Regions from separate parts of the Mus musculus genome. Here region 1 is linked to region 2. A link is a contact called in public targeted proximity ligation data. All regions are on one chromosome and are shown on one strand. The core of a region is the stretch at or near the end of the contact, and the rest is flanking DNA. Distances in the headings are between cores, read along the strand shown.

Region 1 (5,278 bases), core at 1,394-3,893, 2.1 Mb after region 2:
AACTCGCTCCTACGTCCACGTCTCTCACTCTGGATCATTCTAGCCCTGAATTATTTACATACTCTAAAACCACATGAATCGCACCAATCAAGTAAAAGGTAGTCTGACTCCGACAGAAGCCCCAGCTCTCGAGTGCTTCTTCAGTAGTCTTGCTTAAATACTCAGAATTTAACATCTGACTAGCAAACAGCAAAGAATCTAAAATCGCCGTCACAAAATGTACTTGTGATTTTAAACTAAATGGTGCTTTTGGGAACCCTAGAACGTCACCACTCTAAAGCCTCTTATTTTACCAACAGGAACACAGCATAAGCCACAAGCTCAAGGCCCAGAGAGTGCTGATCAGAGCCAAAGCCAGCCTGCTTCTGGTACAAGCTTACATCAATTTTTTTTTTTTTTTGATCATCTATTCCTCCTTGAAGGCTAGTTAAATCCTAAATTACCAGTGAGTGCCTTCCACATCCACCTCCAGAGAAGGGTCCAGGGAGAGTGGAGTTTCGAAGACAAGGACACTACCAGTGCCACAGGCGAGGCTCTCTTCCCTGGACCCTATCTCTCCACACCCAGCAATCTGCATCCAACTCTATTTTGAAGAAGAAACAGAAGAGCTGAACGGGTCTTTGTTCTGCCAGGAAGAAGCAATTTTCTTTTCTTCTTTGCCATATTTACAACCCCATCCCAATATTCCCAATCTCTTCAAAAAGTTTACAGAAATTCAACTTGCTTTAGCAAAAAAAAAAAAAAAAAAAAAAAAAAGGAGGTAGAGCCAACAAAAGGGGGTTGTCCTACAGAGGTCGACCAGCACTTCATTCAGGTACTAATTGCCTGCAGGGAAGTCACCAGACTGTTACCACGAGTCCTTAGGCTAAGGAATATACCATCTTTGACCCCCTACCCTAAGAACTACTAACCCTTCCTAATCTGCATCAAAGGTGCCCCAGGCAGAGGTGGGCTAACAGACCACCTTTCTCCCCTCAGGCTCAAAAAGACCTCAGGGCTGGGCTGGCCAGGAGTTATTTAAGGCGGCAGCAGGAGGGTGGGGCAAAAAACTGTTGGCAGTATCTTCCTCCTCCACCCCTCCCCCTCACAGCCAACACACCTCACCCTGTAGACATCTCACTCACTCACTCACTCACTGAAGGCTGAAGCTATAAAATCTCCCAATGTGTGTTTTCTGTCATTGGCACGGCTGTCCCCTGCTGCTGTCCACCCCACTTTTAATCCACCCTTCAATCACCACCTCGATATCTTTCCAGCCAAAACACACACTTAAATGTAAAGAGAGGTATTTTAAAAAATCAAAAAAAGCATGTGGTCAGACAAGCTGTCCCTGGCCTTCTCCAAGGAAGAAAAAGGACACACCAGTGTTGGGGACTGGAAGATGGGCGGGGGGGGGGGGGGGGGATCAGTCAGCGGCCTAACATGCCTGGCAGGTTCTATGGTGTCTCTAGATGAACATCCCGCCTACTGACTGAAATCAATTTTAGCAATTTCAGTAGGTCGGCCGTGTGACAACAGGGGCAACCCAGAGCTCAGCGATTCAAACAAAAATCCAAAGGCTCGTCCAGAACATGCTGGGAAAACCCTCGGACAGGATGGAATGAGCCGGCTCAGAGGGATCTTCTGCTTCTATGTAGCAATGCATAATAAATTCTGTCCGCCCGGAAAAAGCACTGATGAATTTCAAAGGCATAGTATGACACGCAGAGGTTCCAGGATACAGAAATCGACAGCACGTCGCCCTTCAAAGAAGCATAATGACTTTAAAGCCTCCTTTCCCTCCTATCTCGAATGTCACCACCGCTTATCAGGGAAAAGACCGTGGAAACCCCGGGAGGGACAGCCTGGGAAATAAGAGAAAGGAGTAGCTTTAGGTCCCTTTGGTGATGGGCTGCCCTGCAAGATGCTGTCATCCAGTCATCCAGGGAAGCATGAAGGGGCCTGGGCGGTGAGCGGAAGCACCGTATACCCAGACACACACCCACCAACACGCTCGGATGCAGGCTGGTCTGGGCCAGCAGCGTAGTGCTTGCCCCCCTCCCGCCGCCCTCGGCTTAGGTGATGGAGTGGAAGGGTGTGCTGATGAATGAATACACCTGAGATGCCTCCATCCTGACACTTGCGCCCTTCTTCCTTTGGCCACTGCAGAAAAGACCCTCAGTAGTTTCACTTTCCAGCGCAAACCCACCAGGGCTCTCCCGTCTCCATCCACCCACACTGCAGCCAGGCTGAAGCGGGCGGACATTCCCTCCTAAGCAGAGGCCATGATCGCACTTACCTTCACCTACCAAAAACGAAAAGGCATAAAGAAACCTGGAATCCCCAAACCTCCCCGCGTCCTAGCAACTTTTCTTGAAGGGACGGGGAGAGGGGACACAGAGCAGCCGGGAGACACGGCTCGGCGAAGGTCCCCCGCGGCCACCCGGGGATGCTCTGGGAGAAGGGGGGCCCCCAGGTCCTTCCAACAGCTGGCCCTTTAAAAGCACCTCCTCCGCGCGCTGAACAAAGGCACCGCTCCGGGGGCCCGCTGCGCCCGCCCGGGAGCTGCCGCCGGAGAGCGCAGCCGCCGCCCGCTTACCTCGCGGGTCCCCGGCAAGGGCTTGCGCGCGTCCAGCCCGGCTCGCGCTCCACGCTACAGTCAGCCCCGCTCTGTTTTTCTGCTACTCCGAGCTGACTTCACCGACACTGGGGCCGGCCAATGGGCGGCGGCGACCAGCCCCTCATTAGCATGGCCTGGAACCGTCCACTCCGGCAGCGCCCAGGGGGCGGGGCCTGGCCGGCCGTGACAGGAAGGGGCGTGTGCGCCAATGGGGAGGCGAGGAAGAGCCCGCCGCCAAGCCTGCGTCCCTGTGAGCGGGGCGCGCGCCCGCGGGTTCCCGCGGATGTCGCGCGCGCACCCGCTAACCCTTTCTACCCTGGGCTGCCCGCGAGTGACTCCAGACGCTGGCCCTGTGGTCTCTATAAGGGTTTGCCCACAGAGAGCTTGAAAAGAACAGTAAGCGTAAAATAACAGTGTGTCCTAGCTATAAACAAATTACTTAACCCTGTGCCCTTTTGCTGATCTGTAAAATGGCACCATAATTCCTCTTGATAAAATGTAGTGAATAAAAGCTTGCCAATGGCACTGTCAGTCTGATTATATTCTACCAGACAGTTGCCTAATGCTCCCTATTTTCTCATTTGATTTTCCCAGCCTTGTGAAAAAGACGTTGTTACTAGTTTCTCGTTTTAGTCTTTATTTATTTATTTATTTATTTATTTATTTATTTATTTATTTATTTTTGGACAGGCGGCTCACGTATTCTAGCGCGGCCTCAAACTCACCGTGCAGCCAAAGATGATCCTTAATCCCACCTTCTGGGATTAGAGGCTGCCCCACATACTCACACCCCAGGCCAACCTCCTGACTCAGCCTCTAGAGCGGATTATTGGCTGCACCACTCTGCAAATTGGGGAGAAAAGAGTTTATTTGGCTTACACTTCCACAACACTGCTCCCCATTGAAGGAAGTCAGGACAGGAACTCAAACAGGGCAGGAGTCAGGAAGCTGATACAGAGGGATACCGCATACTGGCTTGCTCTCCATGGCTTGCTTAGTCTGTTTTCATATAGAATCCAAGACCATGAGCTCAGGATGGCCCATCCACAATGGGTTGGAACCTCCCCCATCAGTCACTAATTTTAAAAATGCCCTACAGGCTTGCCTACAGCCCCATCTTACGGAGGCATTTTCTTAATTGTGGTTCCCTCCCCTCAGATGACCTTAGCCTGTGTCAAGTTGACTTACAACTTTCCAACACAACAGAATAGTCACCTGAGCACAATTAATTCTTTTCTGCTATCTTGGGCAAGAATCTTCAGCCCAACTGTGTTCCTAGTTAGCAGGCTGTGTGGTGGGGTAAGAATAGGACCTAGTGACTGCACAGGCAAGGGGAACCCTGTCTGTAAAGGTTGTTAGATGTCAGGGAACAGTGACAGGTCCTGGCTGAGCACCTGCTGTCCTCAATTCTGTTGTCTGTGTATTTTAATTGAAGACTTCTAGCTGTCTGGGAGCTCGTGCTATAACCAAGGAAACAAGAAGCCTCCAGAGAACCCGGGGTCCCTCAGCACAGGGCTCTGCCTCGCCCAGACCTCATCCTGTTGCTTTGTAAAACACACTTCCCAGGCTCTGCTGTTACCTTATGCTACAGTCTGGACAAACAGCTCTCTGGTCTATAAAATAATAAAGCAGCAAGTATGAATGTGCCTGTATTAACAGTGCACTGTTGCACCAGGGCTGTGAGCTTTATATGCACCGCTACACATCTAACAACAACATAGCTAAAGGCACAGTGATACTAGGAGATTAGCCAAAGAGGTAGGAAATAGAAGGCAGAGAAACTGAGAGTTATCTACCTACCAAATCCAGGCAACAAGGTTTAGAACACACACACACACACACACACACACACACACACACACACACACACACAATGTCAGAACAACTCAATGTTCCGTTTGGGGCTGGAGAGATGACTCAGTGGTTAAGAGCACTGACTCTTCTTCCAGAGGTCCAGGGTTCAATTCCCAGCATCCACATGTTAGCTCACAACCGTCTGTATGTAATGGGATCTGATGCCCTCTTCTGTTGTGTCTGAAGACAACTACACTGTACTTATATACATTAAATATGCACCATTTAACAGAACACTAGGTAGCTATGAAAAATGAGGAAGTATTTTTGGTAATTTTAAAGGGGTGGGGAGCTGTGGAATTGGCTTAATAGTTCAGAGCGCTTATTCTCTTGCTGAGTACCCAGTTCAGTTTCTAGTGCACACACAATAGCTCACAACCATCAGTAAGCCGCCATGGCCCACTGTTGCCATAGCAAAACTCAAAAATGCTTATATTATTGAATGGGAAGGATGACTGAAAACTGATGTGTAAAATCTCATTACAATTTTTCCTCTAGAATTATGTATAAATATTTTTGTTCATCTTTGTTTTTCTGATTTTTTTTTCCCTTTATAAACATCTGTCAAGCCAAGTGGTGGTGGCACATGCCTTTAATCCCAGAGACAGAGGCAAGCAGATCTCTGAGTTCAAGGCCAGCCTGATCTACTGAATGAGTTCCAGGAGAGCCCAGGCTACAGAGTAAAACTCTATCTTGAAAAACAAACAAACAAACAAACAAACAAATAAAAAGTTATCAGATTATCCAGTGAACTTTTTAAAAAAATAATAATTTAAAAACGAAACACCAGACTGTACTCAGGAAAATTTGAATTCTACTCAAGGC
Region 2 (5,353 bases), core at 1,108-3,607:
ACTAATTGAGAAAATGCCTTACAGCTGGATCTCATGGAGGCATTTCCCCAACTGAAGCTCCTTTCTCTGTGATAACTCCAACCTGTGTCAAGTTGACACAAAACTAGCCAGTATTCTAGGAGGCTATTCTAATGTGATCTTTGATCTGGGTCCTAGATGATCTAGGGTTACCTCTTTAGGGATGCGAAAGTAGCAATGAAGGCCTCTAAGGGGAAATCCCTGGTCAAGAGAATTTAATTTTGGGCCTGGGCACAGAACTAACATTTCAATGGGGCTCTGCCAATCTCTTGGCCAAGGAGCCAGCCCTTGCAATCAGGCTCATCTTAAACATGCTAATGAAATATATGGAATCATTAATTTTTGTTCCAGAGGACTAGTCTTACTATTGCAATTTCTTATTCCAAGATAGGACAGAAAAACAGCAGGCATTGTTTGTTTGTTGTAGGCAGCCGATGCCCAAAAGATGGCACGGGTTTCCGGTACACCGTGGCTGTGCTCTGCAGGTGCTAGCCCAAATCTGGCGCCAACCCCTTTGCGGGTGCATGCAAATTAAGGTGCCGGGCAGACTGACCAATCCCAGGAGGACACAAAGCTTTTCCCTGTGCTGGGGTGTATATAAGGAGTCCTCCCTGGGTTCCCGTAGCAGCATCAAGGCGTTCCTGCAATAAAGCTGTTGAGAAGAATCCGACAGTGTTGCGTTTTCCTTGCCGAGGTGGGCGCAACAGTTTGTTTGAAGATAGGGTTTCTCTGTGTAGCCCTGGCAGTCTTGGAACTCTATAGACCAGGATGGCCTCAAACTCAGAAATCTGCCTGCCTCTGCCTCCCAAGTGCTGGGATTAAAGGCCTGTACCACCACTGCTCTGCAAGAGCTAACACTTCAGTGAGTTTGGAAAAGTATTTTTTTTTTAAAGAGGAGGAATTTCTAAGAAATATTAAATATGAGTCTTTTCTATCAAATACTTATAAAACGAGTTTAGGAGAAGGAATCAACGTCCTTTTATCTCACCCATACGCAAATGTTTCCATCTTTCCCACCACCCATTAAAATGTCTGTTTACACAAAGCCCAGTGCTATATTCCAGGAATTGCAGAACCAAAGATCAGCTTCCCCTTTCCCCTTCTTCCTTCATTTCAAGAGGGCCAGTTCTTAAAAAACTGGCGATGGAATAAGACTGTGAGGTTTGACCCCAGCCAATGGGGAAAAAGACGAAGTCCCATCTAAGGGGGAATGAAAAATAAATGCATTTCCTGTCTACGAGTTCCATCTTCAGAGTACACCCTCTTTTTTTTTTTTCCATTTTTTATTAGGTATTTAGCTCATTTACATTTCCAATGCTATACCAAAAGTCCCCCATACCCACCCACCCCCACTCCCCTACCCACCCACTCCCCCTTTTTGGCCCTGGCGTTCCCCTGTACTGGGGCATATAAAGTTTGCGTGTCCAATGGGCCTCTCTTTCCAGTGATGGCCGACTAGGCCATCTTCTGATACATATGCAGCTAGAGTCAAGAGCTCGGGGTACTGGTTAGTTCATCAAGAGTAAAATTTACCCCGCCTAGGCCCTTCACTTGGAATATCGGTCTCTTTCTTTGAAATCTGGAGCTAACAGAGCTGAGGTAGCTACTTGTCTCAGTTTGTTGAGACAGCCCCCTTTGCCTTGCAATTTTTGTTTGTTTGGATGGTTGGTTTTGGTTTTGTGGAGAAAGGGTTTCTCTGTGCTGCCAGGGCTTTCCTGGAACTCGCTCTGTAGACCAGGCTGGCCTTGAAGTCACAAAGATCCTCTTCACTCAATTTGCCACCACACCCAGGTGCCTTGCATTTTTAAAGAGCCCTCCTTTTCAATTTTATGTTTCAATCTTTATGTTTACACCTTAAATTCTTGGACAGGTCGAAGTGTGTTTAAAAACTCACATAATGCTTAGAAGTCCTCGGGGCATCACAGAGGTGATCCATATCAGTAAACAGACACTCAGTCCCTTTTAATTTAATTTAATTTAATTTAATTCATGTATTTATTTAGGGAGGGCGTCTCACTATACAGCCTTAGCTGGCTTTGAACTCACAAACCCACATGCCTCTGTCCCTAACTGCTGGGAGTAAGGGCGTGGGCTACCACGCCCAGCTCAGAGGTACAGTCTTTCTAAAGCAGCAGAAGGCCCCAAGACCCGAGGCGCCAGGGCTGAGAACCAAGCGTCCCTCCCTGTCTGTGCAAAGACAGAGGAGGACCAGTGTGCTGTCTAGCCCGACTGCCCTGGGGTGGGGGTGGGGGACAGTCACCGCGCCAGCTGTAGCCACCGCAGCCGGAGAGCACGAGCGAGCGCAGGCGGCGGGCTCCCCGGGGCGGGAGGGCAGCGGAGGACAAGCGCGCGGAGCCGGGCGCACGCGCACGCGCACACGCACCGGCTCGCCGGGGGCCGGAAGAGCCGAGCGGCCGGGCGGCAGCTGCGGGCGCCAGAAGGCGCGCGGCTGCGGGGAGAGCGCGGGCTGCGGGATGGGGCCCCCGGAGAGCGCGGCGGAGCTTGCAGCCGAGGCGGTGGAGCTGCGCGAGCCCGAGCTGCAGCTCGCGGACCCGGCGTCCCCCGGCGAGGAGCACGTGGACGTCGAGGCGGAGGGCGCCCCTGGCCGCGGCAGGTGCTGGCCGTGTGGAGCCTGGGCGTGCGGCTCGCGTGGGGAGCCCGGTGAGTGCGGGCGGGCGGGGTCGGTCTGGTCCTCTGCGCACCGGCCTGAGCCGAGACCCAGAAAGTTTCCGAGTGTTAATAACCCCAAATTGGTGACGGGGGGTGGGGGGTGGGGGGGTGGGGGACAGGACCTCGCAGTCCAGTGGCAGTCAGAGGTGAAAGGTCACCGAGAGGGGCCAGGCAGCGGGTGGCAGGAAGCCGACTTGGAACCCACATCGTGGGTGTAAACCGATCTTCCTGAACCAAGTTGGAAAGACTGGAGTTCTGGAAGTGTTTGTCACGGAATCTCAGCATCGCAGAGAGGAAGAGTTCAGTGGACCACTGACCCTCAAGCTTTGGGGGGACAGGGGGACTTTTTAGCTACTGGCTTAAAACGAGGTACACCTTGCGAGGAGCCTCGGTGAAGAACCCTTAACTTTCGTTCAAATTCCCCTAACAAAGAAGTAAAGAGAGGCCGTGGAAGATGGGGGTTCGGGATTCGGTCTCACCCCACCTCCATCTGCCAAGGTCTGGGTAGGGCAGGTCCAGACAGCACTAGGTAAGGCTCTCTACTTTTGCCAGAGACTCTGTCTGCCTAGGGCCCTTTCCACTAAATAGCTTTCCAGTAAGAAGCCCATCTTTTAGACCTTTCTCAATCTAATCTCCGGGGTCTCTTCCCCTGAATATGCCCTACGACTTCTGTGCCTCTTGTCCCACTCAGGTTCCTACCTTCTTAGTTGTGTTTTTCTGAGTTAAGAGAGAAAAGTCTCGGGGAGATGAGTATTGCTACATTTCTGTCCTGAAAGCAAAGAGAAAAGATCTCGGGTTTCTGATTTTGTTTGCATGGATAGGTTACCCCATGTTGGGCTGACTAACCCGGGAGCTCCTGAGGTCAGTTTTTTTTCTAGTCACCCTATGGGTGGATGTCATTCTGGCCTAATGTGGAACTGGGCCTTGCAAACTCTTTAGTTTTCCATTCGGGCATGAATGAAGGGGTCTGCATACTTACTCAGGCAGCACGTGCTAAAAATGTCAGCACATCGTGAATGCCCAGGAATCTTGCCCTTCAATTTCAAGACAAGTTTCTAACAGTTATTTTGAAAACAAAGCACAAGCCACTATAAGCCAAAAGTTGGCATTGGATTTTTGACTGGCTCATTTTAGACTCTGTGTGCAGTCTAGGCTGGCTCACACTCTGTTGTCTTGCCTAAGCCTCCTTGAGTGCTGGGGTTAAGGGCCTCCATCATTATGCCTGGCTTTCAGACTCTAGATCTTAGTGGTTTCTTAACAAAACTCACCTTCAAGCTTAGGTTGGAACTGGATACCCTTACCCAGTTTAGAGGTTTGCTGATTCTTGTTTGCTGTTTCCCGTACAGTGTAGAGTCTGTACTAAAGAGAGAGAGTTGTCTTAGCCCTGTGCACCCCATTTTCCTGCTGGAGTGAGCACTTGGCATAGTGTACCAGGCCTTCAGCTAGCATCTACAAAGTTCCAAACCTAAGTTACCCCCGTGATCCTAAATCAGGTCCAGGTTACTGCAGTGTGGAGAAGCCAAGTAAAAAAAAGGTTTTTTTACCCTCTTCTGGAAGTTGTCTGGTGACTGCTTAATTTGAGTCATTAAACGCTCAACTTGTGTAGAGTGATTAGATACACCTTTCAGTGGATGTTAGCGTGGTATACATGAGAAAATGCCTCTTTGGGCTGCTTTGCTGGTCACCATTTTCACAGGGAATTGAAATTATCATGTAATAAGAAACTGAGGTTGCCCAAACAGAACTATTCCTTGTCTTCACTAACAATCCATTTCGATTCAACCCTCTGTTACCTGCCTGTACATAATCAGAAAACAGGAACCTTAAATATTTGTATGTTTTTTTATTTGGGCATGGTGGCACAAGTCTTTGGAGAGAGGGGAAGTGGGACTCTGAATTGGAGGCCAGCCTGATCTAGGACCGCCCGGGCCATATAGGGAGATCCTGCCTCTAAATACATAAATGAATAAATAAATAAATGCACACACATACATATATCTTATATACATAGAAAATATTTTAAAGCAAAAAACCCACTTTTGGAGTTAAATATTACACTGTTATAATTCTTTTTTTGTTTTGTTTTTTAAAAACATTTTTTATTATTTATTTATTTTATATGAGTCCACTGTAGCTGTTATCAGACACACTGGAAGAGGGCATTGGATCCCATTACAGGTGGTTGTGAGTCACTGTGTGGTTGCTGGGAATTGAACTCAGGACCTCCGGAAGAGCAGTCAGTGCTCTTAACCTCTGAGCCACCTCTCCAGCCCACTGTTAAATTCTTAAAGAAAAGGCAATGGGTTTACTTTGGAGAGATCCTTGAATTAATAAACCAGGAAGATGTTTTCTGTCCTAGGACTCCTCATTTTCTTCTGTCTGAGAATGGAGGTTTCTTTTGAGAAAACTTGTTTTATTTGGATCTAGATTTTGTAATTTCAGAAGCCCAATTCTAAGGCCGACCACAGCCAAGGCATGTGTTTTGTGGTGCTTCACTTGGCAGTCTCAGGCCTCCTCCTGGTGCCCCAGTGGCTCTTTATAGTTCGTTCCCACGGTGTTGGAGCACAGGGGTACAAGGTGGCATGGGGCGGGGGCTCTGACACTTCTTGTGGAATGACAGTCCCAGGGTGGTCTCTCCAGGTCACCCAGAACAGGAAGCTGTCTG

Evidence for each region.
Region 1: a targeted proximity ligation map of embryonic forebrain shows a contact between it and region 2, with 5 times the contacts expected there. A contact is called at or near these places in 3 of 39 promoter capture datasets (the C10 cell line, cranial neural crest and pre-B cells) and 2 of 130 datasets of targeted methods (astrocytes and embryonic forebrain).

What each region holds. Positions count from the first base shown.
Region 1 is chr19:40,511,093-40,516,370 of GRCm38.p6, forward strand. Sorbs1 (sorbin and SH3 domain containing 1) reads right to left here and starts at 2,644. Exons shown (of 29, transcript NM_178362.1): 1 at 2,279-2,644.
Region 2 is chr19:38,393,623-38,398,975 of GRCm38.p6, forward strand. Slc35g1 (solute carrier family 35, member G1) reads left to right here and starts at 2,358. Exons shown (of 3, transcript NM_175507.3): 1 at 2,358-2,679. The coding sequence starts at 2,493.